Linked DNA regions of Mus musculus: region 2 is linked to region 1. A link is a contact called in public HiChIP or PLAC-seq data. All regions are on one chromosome and are shown on one strand. The core of a region is the stretch at or near the end of the contact, and the rest is flanking DNA. Distances in the headings are between cores, read along the strand shown. Region 1 overlaps Spock1 (sparc/osteonectin, cwcv and kazal-like domains proteoglycan 1). Region 2 overlaps Spock1 (sparc/osteonectin, cwcv and kazal-like domains proteoglycan 1).

The links. HiChIP or PLAC-seq counts read pairs in DNA pulled down with a chosen protein or histone mark.
Region 2: a contact with region 1 is called in an H3K27ac HiChIP or PLAC-seq map of extraembryonic endoderm stem cells. The contact joins two enhancer-like sites. A contact is called at or near these places in 6 of 484 Hi-C or Micro-C datasets (the N1E-115 cell line, cerebral cortex, embryonic fibroblasts and 3 more) and 3 of 115 datasets of contacts at active chromatin or transcription factors (embryonic stem cells, extraembryonic endoderm stem cells and neural progenitor cells).

The regions. Positions count from the first base shown.
Region 1 is chr13:57,780,036-57,787,956 of GRCm38.p6, forward strand. All of the region lies in intron 2 of Spock1 (sparc/osteonectin, cwcv and kazal-like domains proteoglycan 1), which reads right to left. Among named protein-coding and RNA genes, the nearest start is that of Spock1, 120 kb to the right of the region's middle. Within about 2 kb of position 3,121, at least 17 of the 459 cell types and tissues checked have an H3K27ac peak or open chromatin away from gene starts, as enhancers often do. A contact at or near this core is called in extraembryonic endoderm stem cells, where this site is marked.
Region 2 is chr13:57,857,942-57,865,038 of GRCm38.p6, forward strand. All of the region lies in intron 2 of Spock1 (sparc/osteonectin, cwcv and kazal-like domains proteoglycan 1), which reads right to left. Among named protein-coding and RNA genes, the nearest start is that of Spock1, 47 kb to the right of the region's middle. Within about 2 kb of position 5,545, at least 4 of the 459 cell types and tissues checked have an H3K27ac peak or open chromatin away from gene starts, as enhancers often do. A contact at or near this core is called in extraembryonic endoderm stem cells, where this site is marked.

The DNA.
Region 1 (7,921 bases), core at 1,871-4,370:
GTTTGGGGATGTTACAGAAACTCTAGGAGACGCAGCCTTGCTAGAGGATGTGTGTCACTGGGGTGTACTTTAAAGGTTTGTAACCTCCAACCACGTCCTATTCTCTTTCCCTCTGACTCCTGTGTGCAGACAAAAAGCAGCTCCCCAGCTTCCAGCTCCTGCTAGCTCGCCTTTCCTGCCATTATAGACTCACTCTGGAACAGTGAGCCAAACATGCTTTTCTTTCTTAAGTTGCCTCTGGTCATGGTATGTGATCACAGGAACAGAAAAACAATGAGCACTATGCTTTTATTCTATTTCATTCATTCAGGTATATGGCCCAGAAGGTGTTCAGCCATTCCAAACAGAGTTAGCCAATCAGGATTTCTCAAACTTCCTCCAAAGAGGGGACCTCACAGAGAAGCTGGCTGGCTCTGAAAATTGTTCTGTCTTGACCATTTCAAGAGCAGTGATGAGGCCCTGCCCACCTAGCTTCTTTTTTTTCCCTCACATTAAAGCAAGTATGCATGATCCTTGTTAAGGACTGAATGTCCCCGTCCTTCGACCTCATATCTTTATGGAAGAAACCTGACCCGCAGCATGACAGTATTTGGAGGGAAAGCCTTTGAAAGGTTACTGGTTTTAGATGAGGTTACATAGACCATGTTGTATGGTTACTAATCTTGCAAGAAAAGGAAGAAATGTCAGAGTCATTCAGCCCCTCTCTCTCCCCCCCCCACGCTCCCCCCCTTCGTGAGGAGCTGACCACCATCATTTGCAGGTTAGGGAGAGGGCCTCACGGAGGGCTGAATGTATAGTACCTTGACTTTCCCCTCCAAAACTGAAGAAAGAAACCTCTGCTGTTTAAGCTACCACATCTATGGTGCTTTGTTAAAGAAGTTTGAGCCAAGCAAGTGTGCAGCCTGTGTTGTTCTGGTCACCTGCCCTGCTAGTCTGTGTGTGAGCTCTGTGAAGGGACAGAGGACCTCAGCTCCCTACCTTATGCCTGGCACCCAGCACAGGGTTTAGGATGTAAGAAACACTAGAAATATGTATTGGATTGAAGGATATGGGGATGGGTGAGTGGGTGAATATGATCAGGCACAAAGATTAAGATTTTGAAGACCATTCAGCACTGGAGGGAAGGGTTACAGTATAATACATAAAAATGTGGGGAGTAAGATTACATTAAAATTTTGATTCCAATTATGTAAACATGTGTGCACACTTAGGATCTGGAAGGAATTGAGCTGGGGATGCCAATAGCGATTGTCTCGGGTGCTAAGATCTGGACTGACTGCTACAGTTCTCTTCCTTTTGATGTTCCAAAAATTGTATGTATTGCATATATAATCCAAAAATAAGGTTACACTCCTATAAAGGAAGTTAGTTAGGAAAAATATGCCTCCCCTTTTTTTAATCTTCAAAAGCGGGGCAGATTGAACCAGGAAAGTAGCCGGGACTATGAGGAACCCAGGGTCCCTGAACGCAGAGCTCCTATCTCCACATCTATGCTCTCTGTCACATCTACGCAAGCAGGAAGAAAACTCACAGGCGGATTGTTTTCCCTTCTTCTGGATGACATTACAGCAAATGTCACTTCCAGCTGTGGCTTTTCAGATGTGGAAGAGAGGCAGGTCCCATCCCAAAAGTCAGAGCTGAAACTTGGAGGTACCATCAGACTAGAAGCGAAGGGCTAAGAAGAAATCCCACCCAGTCCTTCAGGCCCTTGGGAATCCCAGGGGCGGTCACCAGGTGTTACAGCTGAAATGTCCCCCAGAGGTTTGTGTTAAGAACACTCAGTCCAGCTTCTGGTACTATTTTGAAGGTCGAGGTGCCTTTATGAGGTAAGACCTGGCTGGCAGAGAAGGGTCTTAAGGATATACCTGTTTCTGTGCCTTCTGTTCCTGGTCCAGCGGCCATGTGACATCCACCTCCTGCTACTTACTGAAGCACTCCCAACTCCAACGCCTCTTCCACAGTGGCCTGCAACGCCCTGAAACTGTGAGCCCAAATAAGCCTTCATCCCTCGAGGGACAAGAGTTACTCACATACCAGCTAATTGAAAAGTCCCTCCCAAGACTCAAAGCCCAGAAGGTCATGGCTTCTGGGCTGACTCTCCAGTGAAGCACAAGGGTGGAAGTGATAGGTAGTGACAGTAATTGTGATGTCTGCTGCACTTGCTATCTGCTCAGGGCTGAACACAGCAGGTGGCAACCTTTTGCTGTAAAAGGACAGGAAGTAAATATTCTTGGCTTTGCGAGCCATCTGCTCTCTGTCATAACTAAAATGTGCCATCAGAGTACAAATGCAGCCACTGACAAGGGGAAAAGATGAGCACGCGGTATTCAAAGACTACTAGACACACAAAGGCAGCCAGTGGGTCAGATCTGGCCCAGGGACCAGTTAGCCAGCCGCTGGCTTAGCACGAGCAGTGACTGGCATAATCTCTCATTCTGGCAGCCCTTGAGTCTGGCTGCAGAAAGTCAAGGAGACAGCCCCATGCCAAGGACCCTTCGTCTGAAAGTAGTAAGGTTTGATTCAAGTCCAGGTCTGTTTGACTCAAAGCAGCTCTGTGGGGGGGGGGTTCCCACAGGCCAAGAAACTCCCCCTCCCCATCAGATGGACACACATTGAGCATGTCCATGAACCACCATCAGGCTTGGGATAGACTGCAATGAACAGCAGCCAGATTTGCCCTCCAGCGGCCACGGTGCCCCAGAGGCATATGCCCCAAGCTGCATATTCCTCTCCATGAAAGCCCACAGCACAGGCATACACCATCCGCACTGACCTCTTTACAAAGGGATTGAAAGCTCTGCACAAAGATATTGCTAGGAAGTGAGCATATTCAGAGCCTCTGTAAATACTGATTTACACATTCCCAGTCCCGAGAACAGAAGCCAAGGGATAAACTGTGGCATGCAAAGCCCCTACTAGAAACAAGTTATTCTAAGTTCCAGTTTAGGGGCACCTGGGGTGAAATCCTGCCTCTGCCAGGCTCTGAGTAAATGACCAACCTTCTCCATGCCTCACACCCATGCCTGTATACCAAAGGTATTGTTTCCCCGGGGCTGGTAGAACGCAATGAGGGTGGAGCAGGGAATGGGGGCGGAGCAGGGAATGTATTTGTTAAGCTCACTGCCTTATATCTAAAGCAGCAGACAGCGTGGGCGCCAAGAAATGGGCAGAGAAGTAAGTAACTACAAGTAGAGGCGTTCTGAAATTACCCAAGACAGCAGAAAAATAGACTCGTATTACAATCGGCAATCGCTGGAAGTACAGCACAGCTGTCTCGCTGAGCCGAGGAGAGCCTGAAGATACATCTTTAGAAAGAGGAGGGTCTTATTCTGCTAGACGCAGGTATTGATGGCAGTGCAGAAGGCTGGGGAGGTGTGGGGATCGCAACACAAACAACCTAGGACGTCTGGTCCCCAGCAACTCCACCTCCAATCCCCCAGCCTCTAGCCCCAGAGGCCCGTTTATTTCCCCAAGTAGCTTCACTTCAACTTCTGACTGTAAATAAACTGATTGTATTTACTCCAAAGGAGTAAATACCCCAGCCCACCCTTGCACCTGTTCCTCTCCACAGGCCTTCCAGGGGCATCGATGGCTAATTAGAGGAACACTGCAATTAAACGCCAGGATTTGCAGGCAGTTTTCCCTAAGGTCCAAACACCACCTGCACACCTGTGGCTGCTTCCCTGCCTTCAAAGCTAAAGCAATGGCCTGGAGAAGAGAATCGGCATACCAGGCACCTATGGCATTGGCATCGAGGGGCTACTTTCATCTTCACACCGATGCTGAGAGGTGGGTGTCTCCATCTTCATTTTCAAGCATGACTTTAGCTCAGAGACATTATGAGTTCTCTGAAATTAGGAACAACTTCTACACATGAGTCGGCCCCTAGTATTTTCCACTAGGTTTGAGACAGGCAGATGCTCACTTCTGCCTACGGAATGAAAATGAATGAGTGAATGAATGAATGAATGAATGAATATGAACAAACAAATAATCACCCACATTCCTGGACATTTCAGGACATGTAAACACTAAGTCCTAGAATTCATCATATGCCTTAATTATACACATATAACACACAACACCTCCTGACACACACACACACAAGGGTGGAAGGGAGAGAATTTAGCACCCACAGTAAAACTTGAAGAGCAAGATTACAAACCACCACTCACTCCATCTGCCGTAGCGTCACCCAACCTTTCATTAAAATATATCAACTGGCTTCTTGCTGAACCAAATCCATCTCAGTCTAGATGATAACACGAGTGACCTGTCATTTGCTGCCCAAGTGACCTGCAGGACAGAGCCCTCACAAAGTCAAAGGAAAAAGCAGTCACTCTGGAAGATGTTACAGGCCCAGAGATACCCCTTCCTAAAGACAATGAACAAAGCATCCACTCTCTACCAAAGCTGACAGAGTCGATTATAAACCGACCAAATCTGAGCCTTCCCCTCCAGATGCCTCTGCTATTGAGCTGTGTTTAACACCAAATGCTCAGGTGCTAGAGTATGGAGTGTTAGCCACACCTGCGAGCAGGCAGAATTTAAGACACAAAGCATGGCCCCAGTGCATGGTTCCAAAGCATGGCTCTAGCACCCACTGCTACTTGTACAGCCTCATGTCTTTTTGTCTGTAACGGGGCTAGTACAAGGTACCCTTCAGATGAGGGAGCTAGAGGCATGCAAAGTGCTCTCTGGGCTGCTGTGGGAACCCTGCTGTCCTCTGTCAGCAAGCCTGACAGGGAGGAGAACTCTGCAAAGAAGAAGCCTGCCCAAGCACCCAGCAGGGGTCATGTCATTCTCTGAGGAGATGAGCATGCCCAAGCATGTGGATCAAGTGAAGAGAGCATCTGCTTCCTATAGCTTCATACAGCTTCATACAGCTTCACACAGCTTCATACAGCTTCACACAGCTTCACACAGCTTCACACAGCTTCACACAGCTCCACACAGCTTCATACAGCTCCACACAGCTTCACACAGCTTCACACAGCTCCACACAGCTTCACACAGCTTCACACAGCTTCACACAGCTTCACACAGCTTCACAAGCTTCACACAGCTTCACACAGCTTCACACAGCTTCACACAGCTTCACACAGCTCCACACAGCTCCACACAGCTTCACACAGCTTCACACAGCTCCACACAGCTCCACACAGCTTCACACAGCTTCACACAGCTCCACACAGCTTCACACAGCTTCACACAGCTCCACACAGCTCCACACAGCTCCACACAGCTTCACACAGCTTCACACAGCTTCACACAGCTCCACACAGCTCCACACAGCTCCACACAGCTTCACACAGCTTCACACAACTCCACACAGCTTCACACAGCTCCACACAGCTCCACACAGCTCCACACAGCTTCACACAGCTTCACACAGCTTCACACAGCTTCACACAGCTTCACACAGCTTCACACAGCTTCATACAGCTTCACACAGCTTCACACAGCTTCATACAGCTCCACACAGCTTCATACAGCTTCACACAGCTTCACACAGCTTCACACAGCTTCACACAGCTTCACACAGCTTCCTAGAGCTCAGCAGCTCTAGTCTCAGGCTGCAGTCCCCAGGCCAGGCCTGTGAGGACCCTCCCAGAGACCAGCGCAATGCAGCTGAGCAGATAGTTGAGGAGCCTTAAGCCATCTCCTTTGTCCAGTTAGAGGCCTTGGGCCTCTTGAACTAATTTAGGTTTCCTCCAGTCCTTTCCCAAGGGCATACACACCACACCCACCTGCACAAGGAAGGTCCTAACCCCGTGAACCTCTCTAACTGAGACAAGTTTGGGAAAAAGCCTAGAACATACTCAGGAATTTACAGGAGTACCCTGGACTCAGAAAGTAAAAGTCCTCTCCTATAAAAAGGTCCTGAGATGTCACCTTAGAACAAACAGTAGTGTTAGGGGTAAAAAACAAAACAAAACAAAACAAAACATTTTGAGGGTCTCAGTAAATCAAACTCCTCCTGTGAAGGCAATCGATTGTTGAGGAATCCACCTCCTAATCCATTCATAAATCAGACACCCGAGCCTGAGCATCTTTTCCCGTGATTCACGTTAATCATTCAGCTCGGGTAGTATGAATCATCTGTTTAATGAAAACTTTCACCACGACCGGCAGGAGCCACTGGATCTTGCTTTAAAACTCTCTCCAGAGCTCAGAAGGTTTTCTGTTATTGACAGAAAAGTTACTGCATTTTAAGCAGCCACTTTAAATATTACTCATGCAATCAAAGCTGTTTTCCCTAACTCAATTTATACAGTTTTCAAACACGTATTAGAGCTGACCTTATTAAATATTCTGTAGTGTCTTTTACACGTGTCGGCATACAAAAGCACAGGCCCAGACTTCTGGTAGCATTGGAAGAGGGCACAACCTCAGGAACTGTCCCTGATGGAACAGAAGAGGCCCTGTGCCAGCCAGTGCCACGGGAGGCCGGGGACAGGTTCGCACAAGAACTCTGAGCTAAAGCAAGCAAGCAGGCACACAGAGCAGGAGATACAAGTGCTGTGTACACCAATCGAAAACACCCAGGAGGCCCTCAAGGAATTCTCTTCCAGGCTCCAGGGACAAGGGAGTATTTTTCAATCCTAAAATTCCCAGGGGGGAACGAGACAATTTAGACACTTTCAAAATAAAATCTATAAGCTAGAAAATATAACGCCTCGGATGGCTCCAACCATTGAGCTCACAGCATCAGGCAATGTGCTGAGCACTGGAGACATAGTCTTATTCCATCCTTAGCGCATGCCTGAGGGAGAGGCTACTGCCTTCCTGTTTTAGGTAGGACAGAAATGCAGGCAAGCTTGTCCATGACTGGAGCAAAACCAAGAAGAAGCAGGACCTGCTGGAGCCAATGCCTACACCCCTAAATCATTCCCCCGACTGTCCTAGATGGTCATAGCTTGAGGTGCACCCCATCCACCATTTCTTGTTCTGTGTCCCATTCAGTCCTGGTAAAAGGAGGGGGTGTAATCTATTGGACACCAGCCCAGGAGGGGGTGTAATCTATTGGACACCAGCCCTTCGCTCTTCAAAAAGTGTTGAGCGCCTCTGAATGGGAGAGCTGTGGAGTAATGCGAGAGGCGGATGATCGAATGATGGAGCAGGAGTCTAGTTAGAAACAGGTGGGCGGGGAAGTCCATCCCAGGCTGCCGCCCTGAGAGTCAAGGGCAGAGAGAAGAGAGCAGAGCTGAAAGAAGATGAGAGGGAAGCAGACAGGTGCTGTGGCCAGCCAGGTGGCAACTGTCAGCCAAAGCAGAGAGCATCAGACCAGGCAGATGAGCTAGCTAATGAGCAGGGCTACAGTTTTCAGACAGCAGGCCTTATTCTGGTTATCTCATTGAACAAAGGGAGCGAGGGAGGCAGGGGAAGCAGTGTATAAAGAAGAAGGGGAGGGGGGAGCAGAGGGAAGGAGGGAAGGACAGAGAAGGAGACGACCCGAGAAAGCACGCGAGCACACATACTCTCTGAGTCTGATGGTGCCTAATCTGTAAATCCGTACTTTCTCTCTCTGGACACCTATCCACAGGAGTTAAGGCAGGAAGCTAGAATCACCTGAGTTATACCCTCCCCTACTGTCCCCGAGTGCAGCAGAGGGGAGGGTGCCGCTTTCCCACCACAGACAGCTGCCCACTGAGTGAGCAAGCGCTCTACCTCCCTTGCTACCCACAGTGCAACACTGTGTATTACCAGGCCTCAACTGGCACAAAAGGCAGGAGCCACAGGATGGCAGGAGCCCAGCCTCTCAGACCCCCTTAAGCCTGAGCATTCTAAACAGGCAACGTGCAGAAAGAGGAAGAAGCTGCCACAGTCAGCAAAAAGCGTGTGAGAAAAAATGAAGCTGAGGTTTGGAGAAATTATGTTACTGGGTATTTCTAGATCCTTCTAAGGCAGCCAGCCCCAG
Region 2 (7,097 bases), core at 4,295-6,794, 80 kb after region 1:
ATGCATGTACGTGTATATGTGTGTTTTTATGTGTCTGCATGTATGTATATGTGCAGAGTGTGTATGTGTGCAGTTTTTGGATGTGTGTGCATGTGTTTGTGTGTGTGTGTACAGTGTGTATGTGTGTATATGTGTGTGGTGTGTGTTATGTGTGTATATGTGTATGTAGTGTGTGTTATGTGTGTATATGTGTAGTGTGTGTGTGTGTGTGTGTGTGTGTGTGTGTGTGTGTGTGTGTGTGTGTTTTCATTGCCAACAAAAGAAAGCAGCACCTCAGAGAGACTTTTCAGCTGCTGGCCATGAGGAATAGTCTCTAGGCTGTCTCAGCCCTGTGGAAACATGGTAAAATGAGGTAGGAGTTTATCTAATAATTCAATAACCTAGAATTCTCTAAAAATCTCTAGGAGAGCTGACAGGATAGCTCAGCCAGCAAAGGTGATTATCCCAAGTCTGATGATTCTCAGTCAGGCCCTGGGACCTCGTGGTGGAGAGAAAGCTGACTCCCACAAGCTGCCCTCTGACTACTATATGCATGCTAACACACACACGTACATGGCAGACTCTGTCCTGCAAACTGCATCTTTTTCTCTCAGTAAAAAATGGTTGCTCCTCGTGGAGTGGAATTTGGAGCAGAGAGCAGACATGAAGACTGAGTCTCTTTCCTGGATCTAGAGTTTCCATTTGAATGCCAAGGGAGGGTCAGTGAGGTCGGAGAACCTCTGCTGTCTGCGCTCGAGTGTGCTTAGGAACAGATCACAGGAGACAATGAGCCGATCACCAACAGCTAGGACAGAATAGGCTTTCGCCACTGCAGGGAGGGAGGGGGTGTGCTCCTTTTGGCTTTGTTCTGAAGGTTCTGCAGCAGCCTGTGCGGCTGCATGTAAAGTTATTCTGCATTGTTACCTGAGAACTCCAGGGCAGGAGAACGGGCCTCAGGAAAGCGGTGGCAGGCATGAACATGTCAGGACATCCTGACTCGCCAGGGCTACGTGTGTAACCACTGCAGTCACTGGGGCCTGTTATGGCTTGAATATAAAATGCCACTGCCACCCCTTGGCTCCTGTGTTGACCCTTCCTGTCACCAGCTGGTAGCACTATCCTGAGGGGTGATCAAAGCTCTAAGATGTACGGCAAAGTAGACCAGCAGGGGCATACAACTTACAATGGTTCCTGTTTCTTCCACCATGATGAACGAGCCTTTGAAGCCAGGTTGGGGGAAGACATCTCTCCCCTTTAGTTGCTTGTATATCAGGAGTTTTGTCATGATAGTGAAAAAGTCTAACACCCCCCCCACACACACACACACACACACACAGTTACTAAGCAGGGGCAGAGAAATAGCTCAGTGGTTTAGAGCACTGGCTGCTCTTGCAAAGGACCAGGGTTTGGTTCCCAGCATCCACATGGTATCTCACAACCACTTGTAACTGCATATCTGCTCCAGCATAACTGATACCCTCTTCTAGTCTCTGTGAGCAATCAGGCACGCATGAGGTGCATATACATACATGCAGGCAAACACTCATTCACATAAAATAAATTTTTTTTTAAAAATCTCTTTAAGAAAGTCAGTACTGCTGGGCAGTGGTGGCTCACACCTTTAATCCCAGCACTTGGGAGACAGAGGCAGGCGGATTTCTGAGTTTAAAGTCAGCCTGGTCTACAAAGTGAGTTCCAAGACAGCCAGGGCTACACAGAGAAACCTTGTCTCAAAAACCAAGAAAGAAAGAAAGAAAGAAAGAAAGAAAGAAAGAAAGAAAGAAAGAAAGAAAGAAAGAAAGAAAGAAAGAAAGAAAGAAAGAGAGAAAGAAAGAGAGAAAGACAGATAGAAAAGAAAGAAAAGAAAAGAAAAGAAAAGAAAAGAAAAGAAAAGAAAAGAAAAGAAAAGAAAAGAGAGAGAGAAAGAAAGAAAGAGGAAGAGAAAGAAGGAGGGAGGGAGGGAGGAAGGAAGGAAGGAAGGAAGGAAGGAAGGAAGGAAGGAAGGAAGGAAGGAAGGAAGGACTGACTAAGAGTAGGGTTACTGCTGTAACTTTGCCTGACTACTTGGTTCAAAGGTGTTAGGGGACTGGCCTTGGAGAGAAACTTGGAAGGTTTTGGAGCTGTGAATTAGAGAAGCACGGAATTCTGTGGGCAATTCAGGTGGGAGCTAAGAACACCAGAATACTAACAGAGATGCAGCGAGCAACACTGTTCATGAGGCTTCTGAAAGGATGAGGAGGACTAGTCTGAACACATGAGGCTGTTCATGTTACACTATGACGAAGAGCAGATTGACAGGTGATAGAGTGACGAAGCTATCACACAAGTTTACTGAGCCGAGCATTTTTGCTGTGTCATGACATTTATGCAGTATCATGGTGATTGCTGGCTTCTCAAAGCCAATGAATGTTATATCAGAACTGGGGGGACAAGTGGAGAGGTTTGGAAAGTGCGCTGTCTGGGTAGAAGGATCAAGCTTCCAAATGGGACCAAGCATGGAGTAGTTATTTAAAAGATTAGAACCATTAAGAAGTAACCAAGTACTTGGTGTTGGGAATTGGCCAGACCTCAGTCATCACAGGCCTGGGGTATGAGAAAGTAGACCCATTTCAAAGACTGTTCCTTGAAAATAGAGGGACATCTAGAGCCTGGGTTTATCACATATGGCCTTTATTATATTTACGTGTGCTCCAACTATCCATAACTTCTCTATGAGTTTGATCATAGAGATAAAGGGATGCTGGATTTTGTCCAAGGCTTTCTGACAAATCATCTATTGAGATTATCATGTGATTTCTCATTTTTTAGTCTATCTACATTATAAATTACACTTATTGATTTGTGGGTATTAAGCATTGAAGGAATAAAGCCACTTTGGTCATGATGAATCCTTTTGATGTGATTTTAATTAGCTTTGCAAGTATTTCACTGAGAGTTTTCACATCTATGTTCATCAGAACGATTGGTCCACAATTTTCCTTTTTTGTAGTGCCTCTTTTGGTGTGGGTATCAGGGTAATACTGGCTTATTAAAAAGCATTTGGAGACCCTCTGCATTTTCTAGTTTATGGATTATGAGTGTGAGCTCTTCTTTGAAGTTCTGGTGGAATTCTTGCATGAGTCCATCTAGCCCTGGGATTTTTGAATTGGGAAGTATTTTTATTAATGTTTCAGTCTCATTGCTGGTTATATATGTTTATAAATTATTTATTTCACCTTGGTTTAATTTTGATATGCCATAAGCATTTAGAAACTGGCTGTTTCTTTTACGTTTTCCAATTGAGTGGAATATATGTTTATAAGGAAAGTCCTTATGATTTTCTGAATTTTGTTACTATCTATTGTGATGTCTCCCTTTTCATAACTGATGTTACTAATTTAGGTCTTCTCTTTCCTCCTTTTTGTTAATTTGTCTAAGGGTTTTTCAATTTTGTTTATCTTTTCAAAGAACTAATTCATTTCACTACTTACTTTGTATTTTTTTTCATTTCATTTTACTAATTTCTGCCCTGATTTTGATTACTTCTTACCACATAGTCTTTGTGGGTTGGCCTGTTCTTGTTTCTCAGACTTTACAGTGCATTAATTTATTTATTTGAGGTCTTCCAATTTTTTATATAGGCACTTAGCATTATAGAGTTTTTTCTTAGGTCTAACTTCATAATTCAACTTTGATATATCGTGTGCTCATTTTCATTCAGTTCTAGAATTTTTTTAAAAATTTCCTTCTTAAGTTCTTCAATTCTTCATCATTCAATAGTGAGTTGCTTGATCTCCAGGAGACTGTGGACTTCCTATAGATTCTAATGCTATTGATATCTGGCTTTGTTCCATGTGGTCTGATAGACTGCAGGATATCATTTCAAACTCCTTACACCTGTTGAAAGTTGTTTTGTATCCTAATATGTGATCAATTTTGGAGAATGTTCCATGTGCTACAGAGAAGAATGTGTATTCTTTGGTGTTGAAAGGGAGTATTCTATAGATGTAATACGCTTCATGATACCATTTAAATCCAGGGTTTCTCTGCTTGCTTCTGTAAGAGTTGTCTGTGCTGTAAGTGAGGGACTGAAGTCACCCAGTATCCTTGGGTTGGAGCTAACCCATGGCTGCAGGTCTAACAGTATTTCTTCCATTGAATTGGATGCACTTATATTGGATGTATTAATTTATATATGCTTTGAAATTATAATGTCATCTTGGTGCAGTTGTCCTTTTATGAGTATGAAGTGACCTTCTTTCTTTTCTTTTCTATCTATCTTGTCAGATATTAGAATGGCTACAATGGCTTGGTTCTTGGATCCATTTTTGGGGATGCCCTTTTTCATCCTTTGACCCTATGATGATGTCTGCCTTGGGTGGTGAAAAAGATGGATCTTGTTTTCTAAGCCAATCTACTAGTCTGTGTCTTTTTGTTAGGTGTTTGGACTCTGGAACCAGGGTAGGACCAGGCCTGACCCAGGGAAAGATCCAAAGGCACACATAGAATTCCACAAGTCTTCCCACGGGTTTCAGACGTTAGCAGAGGCCTGCACTAAGCAGGGTAATGCACACAAGTGCACACAGTTCTACAACATATGTCAGTGGAAGCTGTGGGTCCAAGATGGAGGCTGGATCTGACCCAGAATAAGGCCCACAGCCACTCAGGGAATCCACATCTCCTCGCACAAGCTTCGGACCCAGGCAGACTACCCATATTGACCAAAGGACAGAATATGACCCTCAGAAAAATATGAGGGATATACTATCAGTCTCCAAATAGCAATTCCATGGAGGAAAAGAATACCTCAACTTTATCTGAATTAGTTCTTAGAACATTGTAAATAAATCTATTGAAGAAAAAAAGGGAGTATTGAGATCACCGGTGTGTGCTATCAAGCTTGGTTTATGCAGTATTGGGAATCAAACCCATGACATCTTAAATTATAGACATACCAGGTTCCTATCATGAATGTCTTACATTAGTATGGCATGGATGTTAAAATGAGTTAGCAAATTAACTAATGAACAGATACTGAGAAGTTAGTGACCAAAAAAATTAAAATTTAAAAAATTAAAAAAAGAAAGGAAGGGAATTTAATTTTTGAAGAAAAATGTAAAAAAAAAATAAAATAAAAACAGGAAGTCTTTAATCTTATGCTAGACCCCATTAATAACTCAGCTACTCCTTTGTTTCACATTTAATAGCTAACTTTTCTCCAATTTTCTCTCCCTCTCTTCTGATAATGGCTCCACTATCTCCCTGGGCTTAAAAGCATAGATCCTCTCCCCATTAATGCTTTGTCTCTGACAGCTGTGAGGTGCTATCAATCCCATTCGTGTCTGGCAGTTGTGTCTTCCTATTCATCCCCATTATTCTTGCTTAGGCTCCTCCTCCTTGCTAACTCGTCTGCACCGGTCTTTCCTTCCCACGGCACCTCTGTTGTCCATCTATCTTGCTCAACTATGCCAGAGGAATTTTGCCAAGCCAAAAGTCTTCCCCTCAAAGCTCCCCAGTCCCTGTGGAGCACTCCACTACCCTGAAAGCCACTGACTCCCGGCCCTGCCAGCCTCGGGAGGGAGCACACTGCCTAGGCTTCTTGAGAGCTATGACTGTTTTCCTCCTTGACCCTTGACACAAGAGCATCCTCCAGTCTCCATCGACACATTCCTTGTTAAATGCTCCATGCTCCCCGAGCTCAGAAACCCATGCTTGGCCACTCTGTCTCTGCTTCCCTGATGCATTCATTCCTGCACACTGTAAAGTTTCAGAAGTAAGTTGTCACAGAAAGCCTCAGTGTTGCCCCAAGCTCACATCTCAGTCTCTCCGGGGTGAACTAAATGCTCACAGAGCTTTCCACTCTGTGTTCATTTTTGTAGGGCACCCGTCATCTCCCATGCTCTTCCATTGTGTTTTGAGACAATAACACAGATAGGAGAGTTACACTAAGCATAAACAGACTCCTGTAATCTAGCCCCAGATAGCATAGAAGAGCTACACTAATCCAGCTAACGTGCACTCCTTTTAACGTTCATGTAAATCCGCTTCTCATTTGAAAATTTAACAACTTTCATCTTAGTAAACATCTCCCCCCTTGATCTATACAAAAATAATAAGGGATTTAGCTCATCCAGACTTTACTTAGTCCCACACAGACATTTTATGCCTCCTTTTGAAATCTTACTCCTGCTGTGGCACATTAATTCTGATACGGATTGCAAACGCTGCGGACAGCCCCACTGATTGGCTCCAGTTGCTCACGTTAGTTGCCTTCAGAGAGCACTGTAACCTTCTAGCTAAGCATGTCTGTATTTCTCTAGTTCTGCAGGTTAGGACAGTTTCACTATCTGTGTTTTATACCAGCAACCCTATCAACTGTTTTGTAAGGTGTATTTTCCTTTATTTACTTTTATCATATGTTTATGGGTGCTTTACCTACATGTGTGTATACACACCACATGTGTGTTTGGTGTTCATGGAGACCAAGGAGGGGGCATCAGAGACCCTGGAAGAGGAGTTACAGAAGGTTGTGAGACACAATGTGAGCGATGAGAACTGAACTCAGGCCCTTTGCAAGAGCAGCAAGTGGCCTTAAGCCACGGAGCCACCTCTCCAGCCCTAAGAACTACCCTCTTTAATTCGTTATGTGTCCAACTGGCATCCTGCTGACTCAACTGGAATGAGTATGGATGACCTGTCCCGTATAATAACTTCTGGAAGAGTTTTCCACAAAATCCAGCAGTGACAAATGTCTAGGCTGTGGCTCTGCCCTGTGATGGAGGTTGTGTTTTTATTGCCTGTGTTACGGATACAAACGCAGACTTCTCTCTGCTCACGTGAGTAAGCATTCTTCCTCTGCTTGTCCCCTCCACAGTACCGTCAGCTCTGCAAAAGCCCAGGGTAAATCTTCAGCTGGTCTGAGCTCCACTTTTGTCCTTGGTGCCTTTGTCTTAGTGAAAGTGGCTACATGAGTCCAAAAGCAAACCCTTCCTTGTTTCCTGAAAATGTCCAGGTTGCAATAAAAATCCAGGATGGGAGCCCACAGGTCTGAGCTTTGGGGGTTGGAGGTTATGTGACTTTTAAAAGTCAAATTCAGAAGTCTTTTACCAGGATTCATGTTCTTTATCTTCATTCAAAGC